Linked DNA regions of Hordeum vulgare: region 2 is linked to region 1. A link is a contact called in public Hi-C data. All regions are on one chromosome and are shown on one strand. Each heading gives the region's core, a stretch centred on a gene start, on an enhancer-like site or on the middle of the called end of the contact. The rest is flanking DNA. Distances are from core to core; before and after follow the strand shown. Region 1 holds the start of LOC123399936. Region 2 has its middle 190 kb from the start of LOC123397786.

The links. Hi-C and Micro-C count contacts between places; a contact is called where the count stands out from the background.
Region 2: a contact with region 1 is called in a Hi-C map of leaf, with 2.4 times the contacts expected there. The contact joins the enhancer-like site here to the promoter of LOC123399936 in region 1. A contact is called at or near these places in 2 of 6 Hi-C or Micro-C datasets (leaf and seedling).

The regions. Positions count from the first base shown.
Region 1 is chr5H:137,292,358-137,294,997 of MorexV3_pseudomolecules_assembly, reverse strand. LOC123399936 reads right to left here and starts at 1,288. Exons shown (of 12, transcript XM_045094327.1): 1 at 1,014-1,288; 2 at 585-873. The coding sequence starts at 1,045. LOC123452472 (pentatricopeptide repeat-containing protein At4g02820, mitochondrial) reads left to right here and starts at 1,449. Exons shown (of 2, transcript XM_045129123.1): 1 at 1,449-1,758; 2 at 1,884-2,640. The coding sequence starts at 1,486.
Region 2 is chr5H:138,153,792-138,156,431 of MorexV3_pseudomolecules_assembly, reverse strand. No RefSeq gene overlaps it. Among protein-coding and RNA genes, the nearest start is that of LOC123397786, 190 kb to the left of the region's middle. Within about 2 kb of position 1,346, at least 3 of the 3 cell types and tissues checked have open chromatin away from gene starts, as enhancers often do. A contact at or near this core is called in leaf and seedling, where this site is marked.

The DNA of each region.
Region 1 (2,640 bases), core at 39-2,538:
ACCAACTTGGCCGTAGCATAACAAAACCTCAAAAGACAGAGCACGGCCCTATAGTCCACTCAAAGTAATACACCGGAATCAGCAAAGGACATGGTCAATTCCATCTGGCATAATCCTCGTGCATACAACCACTCAAGGACATCGAATTCCTCTGAGCCACACGAAACTGATGAGCAATGAATGTCAGAATGTTGACAGTGGTATTTACCCAAAAATCCAAACCTGGCTCTAAAATCTAACCAGGATTCCCGCAAATACCTACCTGGAGCCAGTACACACTCTTATAACCTCAGAACATAAAAGGTGCAAACTGCTGCGCTAGCATTCGATCTCCCAGCAGCCCATTATCATCCCAATTCAGACTTCCCAACAAATCTACACCAAAACCTTCGGAAATTCGCAGTAACCAGACAGCTAAACAGTCTGGAAGGCACAGAACCCGAAATGCGCCTACACCGATATTAGCTAGAATCATCGTCATGAGCGCTACCAAAAACCGTAAACCTTAGGTCCTTGGCAAGGACGGGGAAACCCAGGCGGAATAAGCCCTAGGCAGAAGCAAGTGCGTCCGAGATTCGGCTCACCGGAGATCCATAGGCGCCCTCGAGGCGCCTGGCGAAGTCCTCGGCGGCGGCGGCCTGGCGCTGCATGGCCGCCCTGCACGCCTCGTCCTCGCCCTCCTCCGGCAGCTCGAGCGGCGGCACCTCCACCTGCACCGTGCCGGGCTCTAGGCCATCCCCGGCCCCCGCCGGCCTCAGCAGCCACGGATCGGCGAGGAAGCCCTCGAGCGCCGCCGCAGCGCCCGCCCATGCCCCCGCCCTGTTACTGGCCCTCGCGGCGCCGAACCCTAGCTCGCAGTCGCACACCCTCCGGCTGCACAAAGGAAGGAAGAGAAGCCGTCAGCGCGCGAGAGGAAGGGGGGGCGGGCGGTGAAGAGAACGAGAGATACCGAGGCCGAGAGGGGGAGGGGGGAGGGGGAGGAGGAAGAGGGGTGTAACGTAAAGGGATGATACCAAGTGATGGGGCACGCGACGTGAAACGCCATGGGAGGCGGGCGGGGCGAGATGGGGTGCTCGCTCGCTCGCCAGTCGCCACGGCCACCAGAGCCCGGAACCAGATGGGTTCGTTTGGTGGGGTGGGTGGCCGATTCAAACCGATTTGGGTGAGGATTCGAAAACTTTGGGGGAGATTTCTCTTAATTTCGTTTGGACTGCGGAGGGGGGGAGAGAGAGCTCCTTCCCCTTGGGACGGGGGAGCACGGGCACGGCGGGGATGGGTGGGAGCTCTTGCGCCTAGGTCCCTCGGGGCTGGGGGTTTTGTACCCACAGCCTTTTCCTACGTGGGCCTGCGATGGGCCTCCCAGTACCAGGCCTGAGAAGAAGGCAGGCATCCTCCTCCTTCCAGAGAGATTGATTATATGAGTCAGGCCCGTTAGTTCCAAGTGAAAGACAAAAAAAATTCTCCCTAAGAAAATATTGCGAGGCCATGCTCTCCCGCCGGCTAGCGGCCGCCACCGGCTACGCGAGGCTGCTCTCCGCCTCCGCCCCGGCGGCGTCAACGGGAGGAGCTGGAGGGTCGATCTCCGTGGGGGGCGGGGACACGCTGGGGAAGCGCCTGCTGAAGCTCATCTACCCGAAGCGGAGCGCGGTGGTGGTGCTGCGCCGGTGGGCGGAGGAAGGCCGCGCGGTGCACAAGTACCAGCTCAACCGCGTCGTCCGCGAGCTCCGCAAGTACCGTCGCTTCAAGCACGCCCTCGAGGTACGCGACATTGCCGCGCCGACGCCGACGCGTTGCACCTAGCTACCAGCGCGCGCCCGCCCGCCCGCCACCTGTTCGCCGTATTGCCTGTCGACCTGACCCCGCCCCGCCCCGCCCGAATGCAGATTTGCGAGTGGATGAGGACGCAGCCGGAGATCAGGCTGCTGCCAGGGGACCACGCCGTGCACCTCGACCTCGTCGCCAAGGTGCGGGGCCTGGCTAGCGCCGAGAAGTTCTTCGAGGACGTCCCCGAGCGAGCCAAGGGGCCGTCCACCTGCAACTCCCTCCTGCACGCCTACGTGCAGCACGGCGCACGCGACAAGGCCGAGGCCATGCTCAAGGAGATGGCCGACGCAGGGTATCTCACGTGCGCGCTCCCATTCAATCACATGATGTCGCTCTACATGTCGGTCGGTGAGCTGGAGAAGGTGCCCGAGATGATCAAGGAGCTCAGGAGGTACACCATCCCAGACCTGGTCACGTACAACATATGGCTCACCTACTGCTCCAGGAAGAACAGCGTGAAAAGCGCCGAGAAGGTCTTTGATCTCATGAAAGATGACAGGGTGGTCCCTGACTGGATGACCTTCAGCCTGCTGGCTAGCATTTACATCAATGCCGGTCTTCATGTCAAAGGCCGGGATGCGCTTGTGGAGATGGAAAAGAGGGCCTCCAGAAAGGAGCGAGCCGCCTACTCGTCACTTCTCACCATGTACGCAAGCCTGTCAGACAGAGGTAACTTGGACAGGGTGTGGAGCAAGATGAGGCAAACCTTCAGGAAGTTCAGCGACGCCGAGTACAAGTGCATGCTTACTTCGCTTACAAGGTTTGGCGATATTGCGGCAGCAGAGTTTGTTTACGGCGAATGGGAGTCACAGTCAG
Region 2 (2,640 bases), core at 97-2,596, 860 kb before region 1:
TATGGATCGGGAGCAACTGAATGATGCCGAGTGACTGAGGAGACCCCGTTGCCACCACCACTACGCGGGATTTGCCCGGCGGTGGCCACTGGCTGCGGCGAGGGGTACGAGCTGGTGAGGGACGCTGCTCGCGGCCGGGGTTGGAGTCGCCGCCCGTGTCATCTAAGCTAGGGGACGGAGGGGCCGCTAAAGGAGAGGCGATCTAAACACTCTTATATTATTTTACGGAGAGTGTATTAATTACTGCAAAACCTGATAAGTTTGATGTCTAAGTAGCTCGTTGTGAAGCATGCATTTGTACCGAAAGCTGGGTCACTATTTGTCCTCCAAGCGGATTGCTGGAAGGTTACGCAAATCCACGACAAGGTCATACCAAAGGAGAAGATGAAGGAGAGCCAACAACTACAACGTGCGCAGTTGCTGACCATATAGGATTTCCAACCTCCAAAGGAGAAGTTGAAGGAGACACCCAGCACGCAGTCACTGATCGCCTAGAGTTTCCAACCTGTTAGACTGTTTTTTTTTCTGCTTCTCTAAGATGAGCTTTACGAAGGAGTCTCGGCATTTCCTATTTGACGCCTATTTTTGCTAACGGACGCCTCCGCTCGGCATTTGGCCCGGCCTAGTTTCACATTTCTTTTAAAGAAAGATCAAAATATGGTGCTACAACTCGGGATCGAACTCACGACATGAGGCTTTGAAGCAAGCACACTAACCACGAGGCCATCACAATATATATGATTTAGTTCTTCGTCTCCTCCCTTTTATTTAGTTTTTCTTGTCTTTTTCTTTTTTTTTAAATGTGTGGATTATGTTTTTCAAATTATTGCATTTTTTCAGTTTTATGAACTTTACGAAAAATTCAATGAATTATTTTTTAAATTCAATGAACTTTTTTGCAAACCGATGAAATCTTTTTTAAATTCATAAACTTTTCTAAAATTCGATGAACTTTTTTTCGAATTTGATGAACTCTTCTAAAATTTGATGAACTTATTTTAAAATTTGATGAACTTTTTTTATAGTTTGATCAACTTTTTTTATAATTTGAGAAACATTTTATAAAAATTTTGAACTTTTTCTAGCTTTTGAACTATTTTTCAAATTGATGAATTTTTTTAGATCTATTTTCTAAAAGTCAACGGTCAAATGGTTTGACGAACCAACAGTATTACACATTTAACCGAGCGATCCAGCGAAAGAAACGAAAACGAACGAAGTTACTTGTTGGGCCAGCCCACAAGCTTGAGGCTGTGAGCGCCAGTTTACCTAATTGGCGCCTGCAGCGCAAATTAGGAGGTCCCAGGAATCTGCGGCCAATCCTATTTGACACCACGGGCGTCCGTTATAATGAAATTTCGCTAACGGGCGCCTGCAACGACCCGCGCTGGGCCGACCCATCTCAGCATTTTTCTTTTCTGTTCTGAAAAGAAAAAAAGGTTTAGGCTTCATGGGAATCAAACTCTCGAACTCCAGCTCGGGTTAGCACGCTGTAACCACCACGCCACCATAATCGATCTTATCACTAATTTTATTTTCCTCTTTTTTCTATCTTTGGTTTTCGTTTTTTTCTTCTGGTTTCGTTTCTTGCTTCTGGTTTTCGTTTTTTTGCTTCTGGTTTCGTTTCTTGCTTCTGGTTTTTGTTTTTTTGCTTCTGTTTTTCGTTTTTTGCTTATGTTTTTTTCGTTTTTGTTTTTCCTTTTTTCATCTTCATGGCTTGATGATTTTTTATAGTTCGTGAACTTTTTCTTTAAATCCATGATTTTTTTCAACTTCACAAAACTTTTGTTGATGAACTTTTTTCAAATTGAATGAACGTTTTTAAAAATTTGATGATTTTTTTTCTCAAATTAATGAGTATTTTAGTTTGATAAACTTTTTTTTAACATTTGACGAACTTTTTTCACATTTGATGATTTTTCTTACAAATTTGATGAACGTAGCAAAGAAAACTTTATTTTCAGGGGGAGTGGTGCATTGTACTAGGTTCAATCTTGTTGTGCTCTATATCCAAGTGATAAAACGGGACAAGACATCTATTTATATTGTTGCTATTAAGGATAAAATGATGGAGTCTGAACGTATTGCTTGTCTTACTTTGTCTACATCATGTCATCTTGCCCAAAACATTACTCATTTTGTTATGAACTTAATACCATAGATGTATGCTGGATAGCAGTTGATTGATGGAGTAATAGTAGTAGATGGAGAATTGTTTTGGTATACATGTTTATGGACATGATGCCTATATGCATGATCATTGTCATGAATAATATCATAACTATGTGTTTTTCTATCAATTGTCCAAGATTAATGTGTTTACCCGTCGTATGCTATGCGTTCGAGAGAGAAGCCTCTAGTGAAAACTACGACCCCAGAGTGTACTTAATCAAATTACTAAATACCTAAAAAGCTCGATGTCTTTATTTAATTTCTATTTTTATTTTACTTTTATATATCTATCTCTATCAAAATTAATCCTTGCAAGGAAAGAGTTAAAGGGAGTAGACTCTCTTGCCCGCGCTGGGTGCTAGCATTTGGTTTTGTGTGTGTAGGTGCTCACGACGGGAAGTTTTCTTAAATCTCTTATTAGTTTGATAAACCTTGGTTCATAACTGAGGGAAATACTTACCGCTACTT